Regions from separate parts of the Mus musculus genome. Here region 2 is linked to region 1. Evidence: chromatin contacts called from public Hi-C data. All regions are on one chromosome and are shown on one strand. The core of a region is the stretch at or near the end of the contact, and the rest is flanking DNA. Distances in the headings are between cores, read along the strand shown. Region 1 overlaps Frmd4a (FERM domain containing 4A). Region 2 overlaps Frmd4a (FERM domain containing 4A).

Region 1 (4,734 bases), core at 655-3,154:
AGCAGCTATGGAGGCTGACCGTCTGGGATGCAAATTCCTCTGACTTTCCCGTACTCTAATGACCTTATCTATGAAAGGGGAAAGTAATTTAGTCCCCGTGGAGAGATTTGCTGAGGTGATTGAAAAGGGAAATCAAAGACTGAACAAACCAATCACAGCTGGGTGTTTGGAAGTCACATTATGTAAGTGTATACATCTCTGTTCAGGACTCAGGCCTGCCCGTTCTGCGAGTAGAAAGTGTGCCTTGGTTAGCCCTGGACCCAATGCAATATAGCTAAGTCCTAAGTCACTTGTCTTCCTAGGCTAGTCATGATAGACTTTTAAGAAAATATGCATTTATTTATCTGTGTGTGTGTTTGTATGGGTGTGAGTGTCAGAGCGAGAGGGAGTGAATATGAATATAGGGACCAGGTTTCAGGCCTGCTCACAAGTGCCTCTAGCCCCTGAGCCACCTGGCTGGGTTCTGTTTATTTATTTCTATTAGATCCTGTGTCCTGCATCCATCCATATATCTGTCATTTGTTTACGTATCTCTCCAGCTTTGGTCTTAGTATAGTTTGTCTCTTCTGAAACTTACCCTGACCTCTGCTGGTCCGGCAGGCTGAGAGGCAGACCTAAGGGCAGACTTACACAGCTGGAGCATTTTGAGTGGCTTGCTTCCTTTCTCTTGGGGATGGAGTCTGTTATCACTAGAATGGGTCGTTACAAATATAAGCTCCCCTACCCATGCCCTTCTTGCTGTAACTTCACTTTATTATGTCTTTAATTCCTTTCTGATTTCCACCATGGGTCAAATATAATGAAGCTCGTTTTGTAAATAACTCAGCCTCAGGTAGTCTACTACAGCACGAGGAAACAGATCAAGATGTCCTCTGCCTGAACTTCCTGTCTGACTACCTATCATCTATTTATCCATTCTGGGTTGCCTTGTGATGCACACCACACCCCTTGGCAGAGAGAGGAAGATATGGCACTCTGATGGATGCTCGAGCCCCCTTTACAGTTGCTGGCTCTTGCATTAGCACCTGGGTGGTAAGGAAGGCAGCATCCTGCTCGGCTTCTGGGAAAATAGTGGGTTTTGGAACATTTTAATGATGGGGAAGGTCAAGAACTTGAATGCAGTTTCCTCTCTGCAGATCTTCCCTCCCCAGCCTCACTCCTTTTATCATATGAGATTTCTTTGCATATCTGAAGAAAGTTATCAACATCTTTCTTGTCTTTTTTTTTTTTTTTCTGGACAAATACTTTCAGCTCCATTCCAATAAAATTCAAATTTTCTTCTCTAAACACAATAGTCCTTAGCACAGTGACAAGAGCAGAGTGACCTGTCTTACTTCTTTGTGTGTGTACATGTTGATGTGCACACACACATCTGGATAGATGCACATGTTCCTCTGCACACACACATCTGGGTTGATGCATATACGTGTGTAGAAATGTGCATGCAGGATCTGAGGCCATCACTGAGTTCTTCCTTTATGGGTCTCTATCTTACTCCTGGGCATCGGGCTTTCTCACTGAATCTGGAGCTCCCTGAATGGCTAGACTGGCTTCCATCAAGCCCCTGCGACCCTCTTATCTCTGTCTCCTCTGAGCTGGGATTACAGACAAATGCTATCACTCCCAGCCCTTTCCATGGGAACTGGAAATTGAACTCGGCTCCTGGAGCTTCCATGGCAAGCACTTCACTAACTGAGCCATCTCCCCAGCTCAGCCATGTGACTCTCTACAAGATGCTTATGATAAGATCTTCTTCCTGTCCTGATCGTAAGCTGATAGCTTCGTGCTCAGAGCTAGAGAGCATTGGTCTTTTTAATGGTTTCAGCTGTGTGTGGACACCACAGGGCTTATTGTCAGTGAAGTCCTTGGTGCTGTTTCCTAGCAGCTGAAAATGCATACATCTCTCCTCTCTCCTGCTCACTCTGCCCTTCCAGCCTGCAGCAGTTCCCTCTAGAGGTTCATTCTGTCACCAGCAGATTACCCATTCTGCCTGGCTTTGTGTCATCTGCCTGACAATGTCACTGAGCAGAGGAGGGATCCCAATGAATGAGACAGTCACTCTGAAGTGTGCCCGACCTTGCTCACCTCTTTCAGCCTGCCCATCCCCCAGATTCTCTTTGCGCTGTGCTCATGTGTCTTCTAGGATCTGTCTTTGGGCTCAGCTGTTTGGCTCATGAAGACCACTGTAGGTGTGTGTATGTGTATGTGTGTGTGTGTGGGGGGGGGGGCTTGCTTCTGTCTCAACATGCTGACTGTTTCTTTCCTGTTGGGATTGTGGAATCCTGGGTTTCTATTTAATTCTGGAACTACTCTCAGTAGCTCCCCAGGGCTTCATCTGACCCCACACCTTACACAACTTCTTTTTACATCCTCCTTCATGATGTCTTGCCTCTGAGCACTGCTACGCTAACCTTCAGTTCAGGTCTGCTGTTAGGAGGTTCCATGAAAATAACACAGGGGGAAGGGAGGCTTCTTATAGCAAACACCGCTATCTCAGCCCTCATGGTTCACTTAGGAAGATAATACACGGCGCAGAGGCGGCGGAGGGCGGGGCCCCCGTCATTGATACATTGGTATCAAAGGCAAGGTGGATTAGAGGTCTTCTCTATCACAGACCTGTAAGGAAATCCTAGTTGAGAAAGAAGGTGGTGGGGACTCATCCCCTTAACCCCTATAGTCTTGTCACCACCTCTTCAAAGCCACTTTCTTGGAGTGCCCCTAGAACTTGAAATCTCTTTCCTCTCACAGCTGATCTTCCTGTCACAGTTGGCTCCCAGTGTCATCTTCTTCCCACAGGATCTGCTGCTGGCTCTCAAAGGGTATTTCCACGGGGGAGGGAAGGGTATCTAATGTGATTGCTGCTGGCCAGCTTCCCATCCATTGTCCAACTGTTCTTCATTGGTCTGGGCAGCTAGCCCCATGCATGCACAACATGAGGCGGCTTATCAGCACCATTTCCCACACAGGACTGGCGAGTCCAGCGGTGTGCTGTCACCTGCTGTAGGAGAACAAAGGCCTTCTCCCCCCATCTTCTTCCCCAGAGTGCTGGGAATCAGGCCAGCTTCATTCTGTGTTTTCAAACATGCTAGTTTCTGTGGCAGCTTTTATAATGATTATCTCCCGAGAGTCTTGGCCTCAAAACACTTTATTTATTGAGGGTGGAAAAAAATTCACCCTTTTTAACCATTAAAACCAAGAAGGTATAGTTTTACTGGAATGTTTTCCCTTGTGGGAAAATCTCTCCTTTGCCGCTTGAGGGGAGCCATTGGCCATAGTGTGCACTGACTGGATGGGACCAGCCTATGGCAGAGAGCCAGGGCTCATAGGTCAGATACACAGGTATTTTCTAGAACGTGTTTTGTGCTATCTTTCTAAGTCCATAAATTCAGCCCCTGGGCATACATTGCTTTGTGAGACTTGTACTCTTCCACGTGAGTAAGTCCAGTTATTCCCTGGGAGAGCGAAGGTGACATTCTCAGGGAGGAAGAGAAGAGCAGAAATGTCTCTGGAGTGGGTGGCACTGTGACTGTGTGGCACACACAGTAAGTATAAAATAGTAACGTGTTGCTGGCAGCAGGGAGAGTATTTATAGCAGAGACCTAAGGATGACTGGGGAGGAAAAACCCTCTGAATAGTGACTGGCGGAGAGGCTCCAAGCTGATGTTTTGTCTAAAAGATATTCTTATTTCTGCCTGAGACCTGGAAGCTACAGGATCACCAAGACAGAATATTTGTGCTGGTCATAGATCATGAGCAAGTCACACTTCCTATAGCTCCGCCTCACACAAGATGGGAAGAACATGGCCGAGAGAGAAGTGCTTGGTAGCCTAGTGGATGCGTGTTTCACTGCTACGGCAGAATCCTCAGGAGGAAGGGGCACACACACATACACACACACACACACACACACACACACACACACACACACACACACACGGGTGGGAGGCTGAGAACCTGAGAACACCACCACTGTCTGTATGTTGGTGACATACACGTGGTATGGGCACATGGCCTGGGGAAGGTACAGTGGACCTGAGAAGGACTCAGTCAGAAATCGTAGACTCTGGTCGAGGGAAATGGAATGGGGTTAGAATTTGGTGTGTCACCTGAAGCATCTGCAATTGTTTAGAGATCAAAGGTCCTTATTAGCAAGGGAATCAACTTGCCAATGAGGTATCTCAAGTACTTTAAATCTTTTAACTTTATAACTGTGACTAGTGAACTCCATAGGCTGGGCTCAGTGCCTCGAGATACATCTTTTGGTTGGTGAGAATTCTCAAGCTTTTTATATTACTCTTCTCATTACTGTGACTGAATAGCAGGCATGATGGATATGGCTTGAGGGAGGAAGGGTTTGTGAGCTCATGGCTAAAGAGGACACAGTTCATCATGGTGAGGAAGGCATGGAGGCTGGGGCACTGTGTAGCCACAGGACTGTGTTTAAGACTTCAAGGCTTGTCACATCCCGACAAACCAGAAAGTGGAGAGCTTGGTTCAGAAGTGAGCCCACTGCCTATAACCTTTCAAAACCTACTCCCATACCCAATGAGCCCATTCCTCCAACTAAGGACACTTCCTAAGCACCCCCCGCACCCCCCCCCCCAGCCTCTTTAAGCTTCATTGCTAGAGTTCAAACACAGGAGCCGACAGGCCAGTACATATGTAAACCATACCAGTTTCTGATTTTGTTAAAAAGAATTGCCCACATTAAGTATCCATTAGAGTTAACACTGA
Region 2 (4,509 bases), core at 482-2,981, 110 kb before region 1:
ATTTTCAATGTCTCTTTAAGCCAGCTCTGCTGGCCAGTGGACATGAAGGTCTCAGGGCAGGTGGGAGTTGCCAGGACTTGATAAGTCTATTCTGGAAGGCATTTGGACCACCCGTGGTCCAGCACAGGTTTGAAGCTTTTGGCTTCCCTTCCTTCTTCCAACCCCCTCAGTTGGCTCTGGAGTATACTAACCAAGCCCTGTTATCCTAGACTGGGGTTAGCGAACTAGTTTAGACTTGCCATCCCGACCTTCCTCCTAGCAACTGCTTTCTGGGACCACTCATGGGAGTCAAGTTCAAGTTGCAAACAGGGCTGTGTAGATCAGAAACGACTTCTCTCCTTGAGCCAACCAGCTTAGCTTGGCCAGGGAGGGACCAGGGACAAATAAGAAAGCCAGCCCTCCAGTCCCAGAGGCCCACAGGCTCAGGTAACATAACTGCCACTCAGCAAATGGCTGCTGAATTGAATTGGACTAGATTGAATTGTGGTTACACGGGAATGTTTTCCTGGGACTGGCGGCTAATAAGTCAATATTCTCTTCAATATACTTCAGCTGTTAATGGAAGGCCTGAAAAAGTCTCTGGGGAAACAAGGGGCTTGGCTACCCAGCTCCCTTGATTTTGAAGTTTAATTTTACTTTTATTTTTAATTGTATTTGTGTGTTTGTATATGTGAGTGTACATGTGGGTAGCTATATGTGCACATGTGTGCATACACACGTGGAGGTCAGAGGTCATATTAGATTGTTCCTCCAGAGCCACCCATCTTAGTTTTTGAGACAGAGATCCTTACTAGGACCTGTAAGTCCCAGAGTAGACTAGGTCTGCTGGCCTGTGAGACCCAGGGCTCTGGCTGTCTCTGCTTCACCATTGCAGAGATTCAAACCCTATGCTACCCCTCTAGGCTTTTTATGTGGATCCTTGGACTTGAACTCAGGTCTTCATGCCAGTGTGACAAACACGTTACCAAACAAATGATCTCCCCAGCCCTTTGAAGCCCAATGCTCTATATCAGGTGATAACCTGACAAGACAAAAGAGAAGTAAGAGGGTAAGAGAAGATTTGCTAAAGGCCAGGAGCCGGGTCCCCAATCTCATTTGTAATCACAGCAATGTCTGCAGAGACAGAATTATCTAGACCAAGTTATCATTCCAAATGCCAGGATGGAGACGAGGCGGCACTGGCCTGGAAAGTAACATTTCAGGAAAGCTTCCGATTTCATCAACCTGCAGACTTCCCCTTCCTCTTGAGTCTCTCAGCACATTTTGTTTTTGTGGTCCCCCAGAACTCCCTTAGATTCATAACTTGTCATTGAAAAGATTAAGGTTTTTTTTTTTCCCATGATGGTTGTTCATTTTTGAGAGATTTTCCTCAAGTTTATTTTACACAAGATTTATTGGTGACATAGCTGCTGTTTCTAGTAACACAAAGGTTACTACAAAGGTATGCCTCCTTCAAGGACAAGAATTCCAGAAAAAGCGCATCTCCAGAAACTGTGTCTATAATCAGAGAAGGGGCCAGGACGGGGAGGGAGTGTCCATATGAAAGCCATCTAGCACCTGGGGCCTGGCTACCAAGGAACTGTCCCTGATGCACCCCCCCCCCCCCCCCGCCCCCAGACATTGTATGTGGGGAGAGGAGCATGAAGCCTGGAGCTATTTAAACATCGTGGTTCATTAGGGGATTATACACCGCCACATCACACCTAGAAAGTACAAATCCAGCTGTGTCTGCCTGATGCCAAACAGCGTGGTGAGCCAGCAAACGGGGAAAGAGGCCAAGCCTGCTCAAGTTGACTTAATGAAATAAACTGGGTTGCAAAAAGCTGTCAGCCAAAGAGAAGTCTGTGACTGCCCTTTGAAGAGGAAGCCAGAAGAATTTGGTTTCCCTCCCCCAGCTCCAGCAGACTGGTCCCTCTCAGGGTGGGCTGGAGATCTCAGGACTGACACCTCCCTGGCAAGTGGGAATGCCACCAATCTGAACTGTTGGTGGCTGCAGGAAACAGATACTTCTGTCTTCCTTTTGGAAGTGTTCCACATTTCCAGACAACTGACTGTGAAGTATCAGCCTCTTGTGCAAAGTGTCATCTTTGGGCCAGGGCTGATGCTCAGGGGTAGAATGCTTGCCTAGTCTGTGAGACCCTGGGTTCCATTCCCACCATTGCAAACAAGGAAACTGAAGGGCTGAAGAGATAGCTCACCGAGGAAAGTGCTTGCTGGGGCTGAGTTTGATCCTCAGAACACAGGCAGAAAGCCAAGTGTGGTAGCATGTTTGTAACCTCCCATACTGGGGAGGTAAAGTAAGATCCCCGAGGCTCCCTGGCTACACAGTCCAGTTGAAATCTGCGAGCCTCAGATCAGAAGAGGACTTCTTCCAAACAGCAGGTAGGTAAACTCCCAAGGAAGGCCATCCAAGGTTGTCCTCTGACTACCACACTTACATGCATCCATATACACAGGTGCACCCTCACAAACCTATGTCCCATCCATGAGATAAAACCCCAATAGCAAATTTCTCATAGGTTTGAGTGAGACATGGGTCCAAGTGTTTGATTCCAGAGAATCCTGTGTGAGTGAGCCAACACAAGGAGAAGGGGCTGAGGAAAGCCCCAGGGTTCCTCCTTGGTGCTCTTGCCTCTCAGCCTTCTGCTGTGAAGAGTCACATCTGTCTCTTACCCAAGAATGTCACCACATGTAACTTGTGTGCACATTGCTCAGAAAACATCAGACCTTGCTTGGGAATCTGGAACCCATAAAAAGCACTTGCTTAGTCTCCACAGCCAGAGATACCATGCTTTAAATCACTGGCTTCTGCCACTTGCATGCTAGATGAATTTAAAGCAACATGCATTCTTTAATAACCCCGTCCTTCAGCTGGTGACCCTCTTCTATAGGGTCACCTTGCAGACTGAACTTAGAGCACCTCACATGGGCCCAGGCACCTAGGAAGGGATGTTCCATTAAGGTTATCCAGATCCTAATTGATGGCAAGGTGTTCCCCAGCCTCAAGGAAAGATGCTGGTCACTCTTGATCCTCCTCTGTTACCTGTCCCCCTCCCCCACAGCAAAGCAAAGTGAGCTTTGGTCCTACCTGGTAGACAGCATTGGGGATGCACCACGGTTTTAACATCAGCTGCAGACGATGTAGGTTTCCTTCCCTGCAAGTCCTTAGTAGCCGGCAAGCAAGGTCCCAGCTACATGGTACGTCTTCAGAGCCCAACAGCCCAGCAGCCATGCCAGCTCCAGGCCTTGCCCTGGCCCCTCTGTTCCCAGGCCTACATACGGGGGTTGTGTTCCTTTAGTAATGCAAAGTCCCAGAGTCACTGAGATCTAATCAGACAAGGCAAAAATGCAGTCAAAATGATTCTGCTTCCCCTCGCTCTCCTCTCCCACTACCTACCCTGGCTAATCTGGAGAGACTGTTTTCTTGCAAGGATTAGCACACGTCTCCCAGTCTCTGGGGACCCTGCAGGCACCAGGGAGGAATAAACCCTGGCCTGCAGATAACCACCTATCCTTGTCTCTCTATAGTCCTGCACACTGCTGGCTCTCTGGCAGGTCCAGACAAAACCGAAAAGAGTGTGAGGCAGAAACATTCCAGGGCGAGAAAGTGGCGGGGAGAGAGCTCCAGAGTCCGTTGCCAGTATCCCCATGACATTCCAACGATTTTTCTTAACTCTCCGAGACTTGGAGAACCCAGGAGTTTCTGCACGGTGAAGCCAAATGTTTAATTTTATATCAACACTGGAGCACTGGCTATTTTTCTGGGTTACTTGTAAGGCACGGGCCATTTTCCTTGGAATCATACTAAATTTAGGTTGGGATAGAAAGCGAGGAAGCTTATATCATGGATTTAATAGCCACATCCACGATTATGGGGGAAAATGGAGAAAGGAGGTCACAGCAACATGTATCATTTTTTTTTTCTCCCTTAAGATCTATGACTGTGCAGGCTGTTTGATGGATAAACCATACATAGAACTTAACCTAAGAGAAAGACAGTCAGGTAAATGGGTTGCAACTGCTTGTGAGCTCAGCTTCCCTTTGGTTGGCTTTTTTGGGGGGTGGGGAGGAAGATAGATTTCTTGCCATTAGATCAGGCTAGCCTAATACTTGCCATATGTCCCAGGCAGCCCTGATTTTGTGCCCTTTATGCCTCTACCTCTCGAGCGGTCGCTGCTATGAAGAGCATGCAGTACCACATTTGGCTGGTTGACAATTATATTCAACCATGTTTCAGAAAGATTCCTGCTTTCTAAGTCAATAGATTGTATACCAAAAGGTGAGATTCCAAAGCTTATAGGGACAGTAAGGAACCTGGGAATGCAGTGAGGATACAATCTGTATGACTAAGGCAGGTCAAGGGACTGGGCAGATGATAGCATTAAGTTCAATTTCCAGCAACTGCAGGACAGTTCACCACTGTCTGTAACTCCAGTTCCAGGGGATCTGCATACAGGCAACACACTACTTCATGTAAAATTAATAAATCAACTTAAAAAAGGAGAGATG

The links. A called contact is a pair of places that touch in the nucleus more often than the background predicts.
Region 2: a Hi-C map of the N1E-115 cell line shows a contact between it and region 1, with 5 times the contacts expected there. The contact joins two enhancer-like sites. A contact is called at or near these places in 12 of 484 Hi-C or Micro-C datasets (the F1.1 cell line, the N1E-115 cell line, adipose-derived mesenchymal stem cells and 9 more), 1 of 115 datasets of contacts at active chromatin or transcription factors (pancreatic cancer cells) and 2 of 9 other capture datasets (embryonic trunk and pancreatic islet).

Annotation. Positions count from the first base shown.
Region 1 is chr2:4,225,946-4,230,679 of GRCm38.p6, reverse strand. All of the region lies in intron 1 of Frmd4a (FERM domain containing 4A), which reads right to left. Among named protein-coding and RNA genes, the nearest start is that of Gm39752, 19 kb to the left of the region's middle. Within about 2 kb of position 1,904, at least 28 of the 459 cell types and tissues checked have an H3K27ac peak or open chromatin away from gene starts, as enhancers often do. A contact at or near this core is called in the N1E-115 cell line, where this site is marked.
Region 2 is chr2:4,331,708-4,336,216 of GRCm38.p6, reverse strand. The region is part of intron 1 of Frmd4a (FERM domain containing 4A); the gene reads right to left. Among named protein-coding and RNA genes, the nearest start is that of Gm23691, 47 kb to the left of the region's middle. Within about 2 kb of position 1,731, at least 32 of the 459 cell types and tissues checked have an H3K27ac peak or open chromatin away from gene starts, as enhancers often do. A contact at or near this core is called in the N1E-115 cell line, where this site is marked.